2 separate regions of the Mus musculus genome follow, and region 2 is linked to region 1. The links are chromatin contacts, called in public promoter capture Hi-C maps. All regions are on one chromosome and are shown on one strand. The core of a region is the stretch at or near the end of the contact, and the rest is flanking DNA. Distances in the headings are between cores, read along the strand shown. Region 1 holds the start of 2010106C02Rik (RIKEN cDNA 2010106C02 gene). Region 2 holds the start of Tmem247 (transmembrane protein 247).

Region 1 (4,982 bases), core at 1,399-3,898:
AAAGACCAGAAGAATGCCCCCATCCCACCTCACCCCCCCCCAAAAAAAAACCCCCGGAGAGTTTGCATAGGGCTCTGGCAGATGGTTGTTTCTTTGAACCTTCTCTTTTCAGGTGCCTGTTATACATGGAACTCACTCTCTAATTAATTTTCCTAGAAGGCTACATTTTAAGTCTACGATGGAACGGTTAGTAAAATCCCAGCTCCGGGAGAGAGAGAGTTTTCAGCATCAACTCTCTTTAACATGCAATCTCTTGCATACAGACTCAACTCAGGTTCCACGAGGAACCCTAGGCTGCAGAGGAGTGGAACTCTGGGTTCCTCAGCATCTGAGACAGGCAGAAATATGAAATGTTCCTGAAGGAACACGCAAGGCAGAAGGGCAACTCTGTCTCTACGGAAATCTACAGAGCCCAAGTTTCTTTGGAACCTAGCATTCTAAAAGGCATGTCTGATGGTCAGCCCTAACCACGTAGTGACAGCAAATGGACTCAGTAGGTTATAGTACATAAATGTGCACACAATCTTAGCCATTGCCCTCAGAGTAGCCATTGGTGGTAGTGGATGTTGGAGGGAGCTCACCTTCCTGTACATGGCAAAATGGTCGCCTACTTCCAGAATGCAAGCTATCCCAACCCCGGGCTCATCTGAATTCCCATCTGACATTTCCCTGTCGCAGCCTGCTGTGGTCATGTGTGTGCCCCACACCCCACACACACTGACCTTCTGTTTGCTGTGCTGTCTTCACTTCTCCTCATTCTTAAAGATGACACACATGAATACAGAGATTTTCACTTTTACACCACCAGCTATGGAACCATGTCTAGCACACGGCTCCTAGGCCATACTCATGTCCCTGATTGGTCAATTCATAATGAGATCATGTGTCAACATTTAACAATAGACTATGATCAGAGAGCTGCACAGCGTGGCAACTCTATCATCATTATAAACACTGTGTAATGTGCTCGCACAAAGTGACAGCAGTGACATCACTAGACAGTGTGACCTTACAGCCTCACCGTGGGCCGGGATGATTTTTCCTATGGTATAGCTAATCTCCATGATTTAGAACATTAATTCCTCATGTTAAAAGAATGAATTCACACTCCATTGCCTCTTCTTTGCCTCTGCCCTCATGGATCTGAACAATGCTCTCTAAAATGAGCAGGTGGGCACTAGCAGTGGGGTCTTTGGCTCAAAGCCTTGAAGGAAGTGGTCAGATTAGGAGTGGTCCTGAATGAGGAAAGAGCTACCATGAAAGCAGGAGACTACCTTGAACAAGAATCCACTAGAATAATTTTGTTTTGGAAAACAAAACTACAAAATATGACTGTAAGGTTGGGGGATGGGCACAGTAGTTTGGCCCCGCCCTACTATTGTAAAGGTTTTGTTTGTTTCCCTCAATGAAGGCACACACACCACGGGATCCCAAGCAGATAAATGACTCACCTGAGATGATGCCTGCTGGGGCAGCAGGAGATCATAAGGAGACGCAGAGACCAGTCAGGAGGCCACTGCATTGTCACTGAAGGTGACAGACTGGACTGTGGCCTGGGAAGGAGAGCTCAGAATCTGAGTGCACATCTTTGGTGCTCTGCGTCCCAATCTGGAAGCACTTCAGTCCCCCCTTTCCATCCTCCGAGGAGATGTGGTGATGACAATCACACAGAAATGTCTGAGGAAGTCACTTCACTTTCAAATGTTGCAGAAGGCAAGCACAGGCACACATCTGTAACCCCAGCACTTAGGAAGGGAGGCGGGAAGACCTGCGGTTTGGGCCAGCTCTAGCTCCATACTCTCATCAAGTCAGCCTGTGCTACAATGAGGCCCTGTCTCAAAAACAAAACTAAACAAAGAAACAAGCATAGCATGCTCCCACACACTCAGGGAAGCGTGAATAAATTCTCGCTGGTAGGGGAATTTCATTAGCTTCAAATACTGTTAGCATTGATATGAACATCTGCATGGAATTTATGTCTACACATCTGTTCCATTCAGGGACACATACACACACACACACACACAGAGAGAGAGAGAGAGAGAGAGAGAGAGAGAGAGAGAGAGAGAGAGAGAGAGAGAAAAGAGAGAGACAGACAAACAGAGACATAGAAAGACAGAGACATAGACAGACAGAGACATAGACAGAGACAGAGACAGACAGACACAGAGACAAGGAGAAACAAAGAGACAGAGGCAGATGTGCAGACATACACACACCCACAGGGTAACCTCATTAGCAAGATATATATACCCCATGACCATGAACGACTTAATTAAAGTCCATAAGCCTTTGTTCCTCATGAGTACCTAGGGGCTACGACCCAGACTATGAGAATCAAAGGACCACCATATGAAGTAAGAGTGAGTAACGTGACTGCCCCATAAGGGGATCTCAAAACCCCTTCCTTTTTCCTTCAGTGCTGAGCTCCTGGGACTCAGTGCCACCAGACCATCCAGACTTCAGAGGGTCCCACTTGTGGAAAAGCGTGAAGTGTCCCCATTCCTATTGCTGCTTTACTATCCTGTTTACCATTAGGAAAAACAACTTCCTTTACCACACCCTGCTGGGGCTGTGTCACCGTGCTTCCCCTGGACTTGGAGACAGCCTCAGGAATGGGCGGAGCTGAGCTAGGGCCCTGAAGCCCATGGGAAAGGGTGTGCTGGCCCCATGCAACATGGGTGGACCCCTCTGGGAGGGAGGCAGAGTCAGGGTGACCAGGACTCCTGGCTGGATTCATTGATCGGGAAGCAGAGATGGAGTTCAGATGGTTCCAGAAGCCAAGGCCTGACCGTCTCCCTGGGCCTGTGACTCGAAAACAGCCCTGGCTGGCTGCCACCTTTCGTACTGCCTGTTCTGTAAGGTCACACACAGGGTCATGCCTGCCTTCTGACATTCTGCTCACCCCAGATCAGAGACAGTCAGGTGAGTGGAAGGGAGAAGGGTGATTTGCCATGAGATAGGAAAGAGAGGAGGAGATTGGAAAACAGAAGAGCCAGGAATGCAATCACTGAGACCATGCCAAGCTTGCCTACGTAGTCCCTTCCCCTTGTCCCATGGGATTCTGCACTGTCTTGTGTTCATAACTTGACGTGCTTAAGAAACGCCTCCAAAGTCGAAGGCTAGACGCTCAAAGGCATCCTAAGGCCACCCTCATGACCAGACCAAGTCCAATTCATCCTCATGAGTCTATGAAGCACAGAAGCCATTTAAAACTCCAACCAAGGCAAGGGCATTCCCTGCCATACAACCCAACCAAGGACCCTGTCCCCTGGACTGTCCAGGCGACAAGATTCTTCTTCTTCTAGCCTCAAGTCTTTCTAAGAGGGCTCCTTTCTCTAAGGCAGTGTAGACAGCCCCTAGATGAACAGCATCAGAAGAGGGAGATGGGTGATGACAGACAGCTGTGACATTTGAGCACGGTTTAAAAAGGTAAAAAGAGTGCTCAATCTGCAGAGCCACCCGAGGCAGGCTGCAGTGGGGCGCAGGAGAAGGAGCATCTAAATCTTCTTCTCCCTGTCTTTCTGAAGCATCACCGTGCCCAAGGCCAAAGCCCTCTTCTCCAGGATGACTGTATCAAGAAGCCCCAAGCAGTGGATTCATCTTCTAAGTGATCTGATCTCACAGGTGAAAAGAGAGAGAGAGATTGGGGATGCAATAGTTGGTTTTTGCCAATTTGACATAAACCTAGACATAGCTAGGAAGAGGGAATCTCAATAGAGGAATTGCCTCCATCAGATTAGCCTATAAGGATATCTGTGAGACATCTTCTTGATGATTAATGCAGGAGGGCCCAGCCTCATTCCTATGGCATCATAGGGGGATGGTTAGCGTCATCCCTAGGCAGGTAGGCCTGACCTGTATAAGAAAGGGGTTGTAAGCCAATATCCAGTATTCCTCCACAGCCTCTGCTTCAGTGGCTGCCTCAGTTCTCACCTTGGCTTCCCTCAGTGATGAACTCTAAGCTCCTCAAGCACAAGGAGCAGCGAATCTTGCTGCCTCGGTCGCTATCTTCACCCCAAATCACTTGCCTGACCAAGAGGAGCAAACAAGGACGGGATCTCAACTCCCACTCCCAAGAAGCTTCATCCTTAGCAGCCTGGACCGTTCTCCTGGGGACAGTGGCACAGACTCCAGCTGGCCCCAGCTGCCAAAGAGCTTAGTGTGAGAGCTGCAGGTCTTAGGGATTGAGGCAGATCGTCTCAGGATCGTGGCCTTCAAAAGTCTACCTGAGAGGCTGGGGGTTCTGCGGCCTCCTTCGTCCTACACAGCCAGAGCACACCTGAACACGGACAGCAGGGAACTAGGGGAGTCAGGAGTGGAGGGCTGGAGATGTTGTGACACTTGTTTTCTTAGACTTCCATTCTTATTCCCTAGACTGCTGCCCCCGCAGACCCACGATGGCCTCCTCTACACAAAGCCTGTTCTTCAGAGGCCACAGATTGGCCCTATGTGATGTGAGCACACGGCAAATACTCAACTCACCCACCAATAAGCTGTCTGCTGCCACTTAACTGTTCCAAGCACAGTCATCAGGTAGTGGCTGCAAACTTGCTGGGGAAGAGCCAGGATCAAGGACAAAGCTGAGAATAAGGTCAACCTACTAGGAAGGCAATTGAGAGAGATAAGGATGGGGTAATAAAATCTGCAATTGCTAGGAAATATCATTCCTGCATTTCTTTCTCATAGTGACCCTTGAACATCCCCGTCAGACTCTCAGAATCTCTCCCCAGCTCCACCACTTCTTTCCTGCCCGACACTCCCTGTTTTCTCTCCCCCTTTGGTACTTTTACTGTGATCTCTGGCTTTCTGAAGAAGAAACATTGAGTTAGGTACCAGGTCTCTGGATGCTAGACCAGTTCTGCTACCCACTAACCACTTGCTTCTACTGGCATAAACAAACCAGCTGCTTGGTTTCCCCTGCTCCCAGGTTCCACTGCTGTCAAACTGTGGAATCATGTCACCAAGAGCTCTTGGGAGGA
Region 2 (4,982 bases), core at 846-3,345, 630 kb before region 1:
TTTTAAAACAAGGTCTCACATAGCCCAGTCTTGCCTCAAACTTACCATGTCACCTTGAACTGATTATTCTGCCTCTACTTATGTTTAGTTGATGCTGGAGACCAAACCCAGGGCTTCATGCATACTACTCAAGTACTCTGCAGACTGAGCTAGACCCCATCCCTCAGATGAGCACTCTTGTCTCCATGTAGCATGGTAGGGGCTGAGCATCTATTTCTTGTAAAGAGAATGTTGCTTTGGTTGGTTCTAATAAGTAAGGTCATGTGTCCAACAGAGAAAACGGATAAAAAAAGGATAGGTTTCTGTTATCATTCAATAGTCAGGCGACAGGAACGACTGGCACATCTTAGAAATAAAAGTACTGGAAAGGGGAGGGAGAGATGGCTCCAAGGTTACGAGGGTTGGCTGATCTTCCAGAGGTCAGTTCAGTTCCCAGCAACCACATGATGGCTCACAACCACCTACAATCTGGTGCCCTCTCCTGGCATGCAAGTGTACATGCAGGCAGAACACAGATTTATATATAATAAATCTTAAAATAACTTTTTAAAAACAGTGGCGGAAAGCCTGTCATAGTATGAGTATTGGACACGAAGAGACCATCAAAAGGGATTCTGGGTAGAGGATGTGGTTTCAGGATATCTTCTACTCTCAACTCTCTTTAGAGGCTTGAATCTAACATAGCAGGGAAGCTAATCACAGGGGCAGTGGTCTCAGGCCATCCTGCAAACCGATCCAGGCACCAGTGGGTAGAGGCAGCTACATGATGCTCACCACCTCTCAGCCAGACCTGGGACCAGCAGACAAGATGCATAGCCAAGCCAGTACAGCCACAGCCCAGAGCCCACTCTGCTACCTGGTGAGGCAAAGCCTGCTGCTGCTGCTGCTGCTGTTGCAGCTGCTCCATCACTTCCTCATGCTGCCTCTGCCGCTCGTTCTCCTGGTGCAGGTACTTGAGGAGCGTCAGTTCAAACTCCATGCGCACCTTCTCCAGCTCCATCGCGTTGCGGTGTTCTGTCTCCAGGGGCAGGGGCAGCTCTACGGACTCCAGTCCAGGTCCATCGCCAGCCTGACCCTTGGCGTTTGGGCCGGACTTTGGAGGCAATGACCTAGGGGGCCCCGGACAATCTCTGTCCTCACAGATCCCGTTCTCTTCCAGGGTAGGCAGTTCTAGTTTGGGGACTTCTGCATCCTGGGATGGAGAAGAAGTGGGGTGATAATGGGGGAGTCAGTGTGGGGCTCCCTACAACCACACCCTCTGCTCCGAGCTTCAGGAGCCTGGGGTGTGTTGCAAAGACTACCTAGACGGGGTGTTTGCTAGAAGTGTATATAACAGGGGAAGGTGAACTCCCATGAAGGGCGAGTGCCCAAAAGTTGTGAGGCATTGGTGGATCAGGAAGGTGTCTGCTCAGGTCTACTCTTTATCACCCTGGAGGTCATTTTCCCATCCCCCACCCTTCACCTAACTGTCAGACAACAGATCTTTCAGGAGCTCCAGAGTGAGGAAGAAGCCCAGGTGTTGAAAGAACCAAGCAACACATATATATGTATATGTTTGTTTGTGTGTGTGTGTGTGTGTGTGTGTGTGTGTGTGTGTGTGTGTGTGTGTGTGTCCTGTCCACAGAGGGAAGTAAGGGCCTCAAATGAGAGACAGAGACAAAGTTTCACTCAACCTTACAATCCTGTAAAGTTTTTCTGGTTCCCGGTGTCAGCTGGGAACCAGTTATAGGGATATAGGGGACACTGTTCTTCTTGTCAACTGAATCTTCTAGCACATGTGAGCAGACTCTAAGGCTTAGAGCCCCTTACCCCTGACCCCCAGTGGGATGGATGGGGCAAATCAAGAGAGGGGTCCTCTTACCAAAGAGGCCTTTGGCTTGCCTTCAGGCATGCTGTCAACAGGGGCCACCTTGGAGAGTGTGGGGCAGCTTTCTCCTGCCCCTCGGGCTTCCATCACCTCCCTGTCCTCCATCGCCATCCAGATAACCACCGTGCTGCGGACCAGGGCCACAGGACATCTTTTAAGACAATACCATTTGGCTTCACCAGGTTCTGACCACCATCACAATCCCTATCCTCATAATGGCCACATTCCAGTTGCCAGGGCACTTTTGGGAGAGGCTGTGACACCTTTGAGGAGTCTTGGTGAGGACAGAAGGTGGAGGGGCAGCAACATAGTTCAGCGGTGTGGACACCTGCGGCAAGTCTGAGAACCCGAATTTAATCCCCGAGGCTTACACGGTAGAAAAAGAGAACTGATTGCCCACACGCACGCTGTGGTGTGTGTGTGTACAGCACACACCTCCAAATAAATATATGTAATAAAAAAATTACCCCCAGTGAAGGCTGGGCTCTTACCCACAGGGCTTCGTGAATACCAGAGCGCCTCCTAATGGTGCCGGAATCCAACTGTGGAAACCCATTCTCCTGGGCTCTCCTTTAAATAGAGTGAGTTTATGTTGGGGTGAGTTTGTTTCCTCTCCCGACCTTAAAGTCTTACCCCAATGCCTCAGAATGTAGCTGTATTTGAAGGTGGGATCTTGATGGAAATGACCGCCTTGAAATGATGTCACGACAACAGTCTGAATCCAATGTGACGAGTGTCTTTAGCAGAGGGCAGCAATGAGCCAGAGGGAAGACGGTGCCGACACAGCGCGACAAACCTTGGGCTGGTTCCCCTGGGGAAACAGAGTGACAGGTGACAGGAAAGAAACGTGGGAATCAGCTCGAGAGGTTATAGAGGTGAAAAAGCCCACAGTCTCATTCTCCGTTCTATCTTGGTTTACTGAAGATCTCGGTGGACGAGGCCCACTCACACTGGGTGGGAGTCTGCTTTTCTTACTCCGTTTCCTGCAAGGTTAATGTCTTCTAAAAACACCTTCAGAAATAGACCTATAAATTACGGCCATTCAGCCGACGAAGCACCCTAGGGTTGGCCCAAGTCATGTTGAGCGCACAGCGAATGACTACAGGCTGGATCAGAGCCTCTGTCTCCGCGTTGTAAAAGACTGCTGCTGCTTTCATCCTAATGCCTAGCCTTCCGAACACCGACTGTCAGCATCAGCTGGTTGAGCCACCCGATCCAAGAAATCCTCTCCCTGGGGAAGGAGTATGACCTGACCTGCAAATCCCAGGAAGAGTGTGTAGTGGAGGAGAGGATGCCGGGAGACCGGAAGTAGACTTTGTCTTCTTTGGGTTTATAAAAACACACTTAACAAAACCCTTTCAATAGATGGAGTCAGGGTCACAGTGTGGAAGGAGAGCATGCTACATTTGAGTCCGGACTCGGTTGTTATTATCAGCTGTGTGACCAAGAGAATTGTTCTATGAATCTGATGTTTCGTGCCTTCACTTATGGATGGGAAAAGTGAGAAAGACAACTCACTACAGTGCAGTACTAACAAAGGAAATGATGTATTCCATACAGGACTAAGGAATGATTGCCACCACAATTAGTGTAATAATGGTGGTGGTGGTGATGGTGATGATGGTGGTGGTGGTGATGATGATGATGAAGATGATGGTGCTGGGACTTTGCTATGGCGTGAAATAGAATTCAAATCTACCCTTTTGGAGCTGGAGAGGTTGCCCTGTTAAGACTGCTCTCACAGTTTGCTGCTTATGCAGAGGACCTGAACTTAGTTCCCAGCACTCTTGCCGGGCAGCCCATACCTTCCTGAAACTCCAGTTCCAGAGGATCTGCTGCCCTCTTCTGGCCTGCGTGGACACCAACAAACCTGCAGACACATGGTGCATAAGTTAAAATCTGTAAACAACTTCCTTTCTGTGTATGTGTACGTGTAAAGTATGATGTGTGTGTTTACATGCATGTGTGTGGGTGTCTTTCTACATCACTCTGCACCTGATCTATGGAGGCAAGGTCCCTTACTGAGCCAGGAGTTGGTTGGTTTGGATAGTCGGCTACCCAGATTGCCACAGGGACCCCCTGTTTCTGCACCCAGGCTATGACTCTCGGGGAGGTGGCGGGGGGTGGTGGGGAATGCCCGCTGGATAACCATCCATTTCCATCCCTGCATGTCTGTTCTTGCTCAAGAAGGTGGCCATCCGTGGAGTTGCATTAGTTAACCACTAATTCATTAATGACGCTGAGAGCGTCATTTCTTCTCTCTGGATGCATCTGTCACCGCCCGTGTTTTATGAATTGCCCCAAAGTTGGAGAAGTGAGTCCCATACGCTGGGGAATTTTTTTTTTTTTTGAGAGTCATAGCACTATGGGAATCACCTCTTCCTCTTCCATTGAGCTCAGAAGAAGGAGGGGGGCCCTCTTAGTAAAGCCACACGTGAAAAGAATCAACATCACGCAGGGACCCTTGGTCACTTGTGATTTGCCTCATTTCAAGGGTGGTGGCTGGGTGGCCTTAGAGAGGTGCCCAGCCCTGTTCCTGTTTCATCTGTGGTGTGAGACCCGAAGGGTGGGCATGAGGAGCATGGCAGCCTTAGCTGCCAAGCAGTGGGAGCTACAGGCAGGCCAGTGGCTCTTCGAAGGGGTCGGGCAAGCAGCATGCTGAAGGCATAGGACACAGCAGAAAGCGTGTGTCAATTGCAGGATTGGCCCAGAATTTGATGTTTTAGGACAGAACTCTTGAGCTTTCAAGAACATCCAATTCCCAGGATGCCCTTGAGGCAATGCAAAGCAGGTACGATCACTACTGCCTACCGTGCGGGGAAGCTGGGCGGATAGCACAGCGCGGCTATTTGGCCCTGGGTTGGAATTCATGGGGGGGGGGGTTCATTTTGCAGCCCTGGTTTTCAATATAAGACCATAAAGGTGGTCTTTGGAGGCAATAACTCCAAGACATGAGATGTTTTCTGCGTCATAAAAAGGAAAAGCTTGGTGCATCATAAAGGATTTTTATAACCTTATTTGTAATAGCAAGAATCAGACAGAGCTGATTAAATAGCCCTTGTTGCATCCGTACCAATGCTGCTAAGCAGAGGCCGGAGCAGCAGACTGCCCGCCA

What was found. Promoter capture Hi-C pulls out the DNA fragments that hold promoters and counts their contacts.
Region 2: a promoter capture Hi-C map of liver shows a contact between it and region 1, with 7 times the contacts expected there. The contact joins the promoter of Tmem247 here to the promoter of 2010106C02Rik in region 1. A contact is called at or near these places in 7 of 39 promoter capture datasets (the 3T3-L1 cell line, the HPC-7 cell line, hippocampal neurons and 3 more), 6 of 484 Hi-C or Micro-C datasets (the G1E-ER4 cell line, cardiomyocytes, cerebral cortex and 3 more), 3 of 115 datasets of contacts at active chromatin or transcription factors (astrocytes, bone marrow-derived macrophages and stem cell-derived neural progenitor cells) and 1 of 9 other capture datasets (liver).

Annotation. Positions count from the first base shown.
Region 1 is chr17:86,284,844-86,289,825 of GRCm38.p6, reverse strand. It overlaps 2010106C02Rik (RIKEN cDNA 2010106C02 gene), which reads left to right and starts at 2,648. Exons shown (of 3, transcript NR_045435.1): 1 at 2,648-2,925; 2 at 3,531-3,627; 3 at 4,378-4,659. All of the region lies in intron 1 of Prkce (protein kinase C, epsilon), which reads right to left.
Region 2 is chr17:86,914,461-86,919,442 of GRCm38.p6, reverse strand. It overlaps Tmem247 (transmembrane protein 247), which reads right to left and starts at 2,095. Exons shown (of 3, transcript NM_030104.1): 1 at 1,862-2,095; 2 at 857-1,192. The coding sequence starts at 1,978.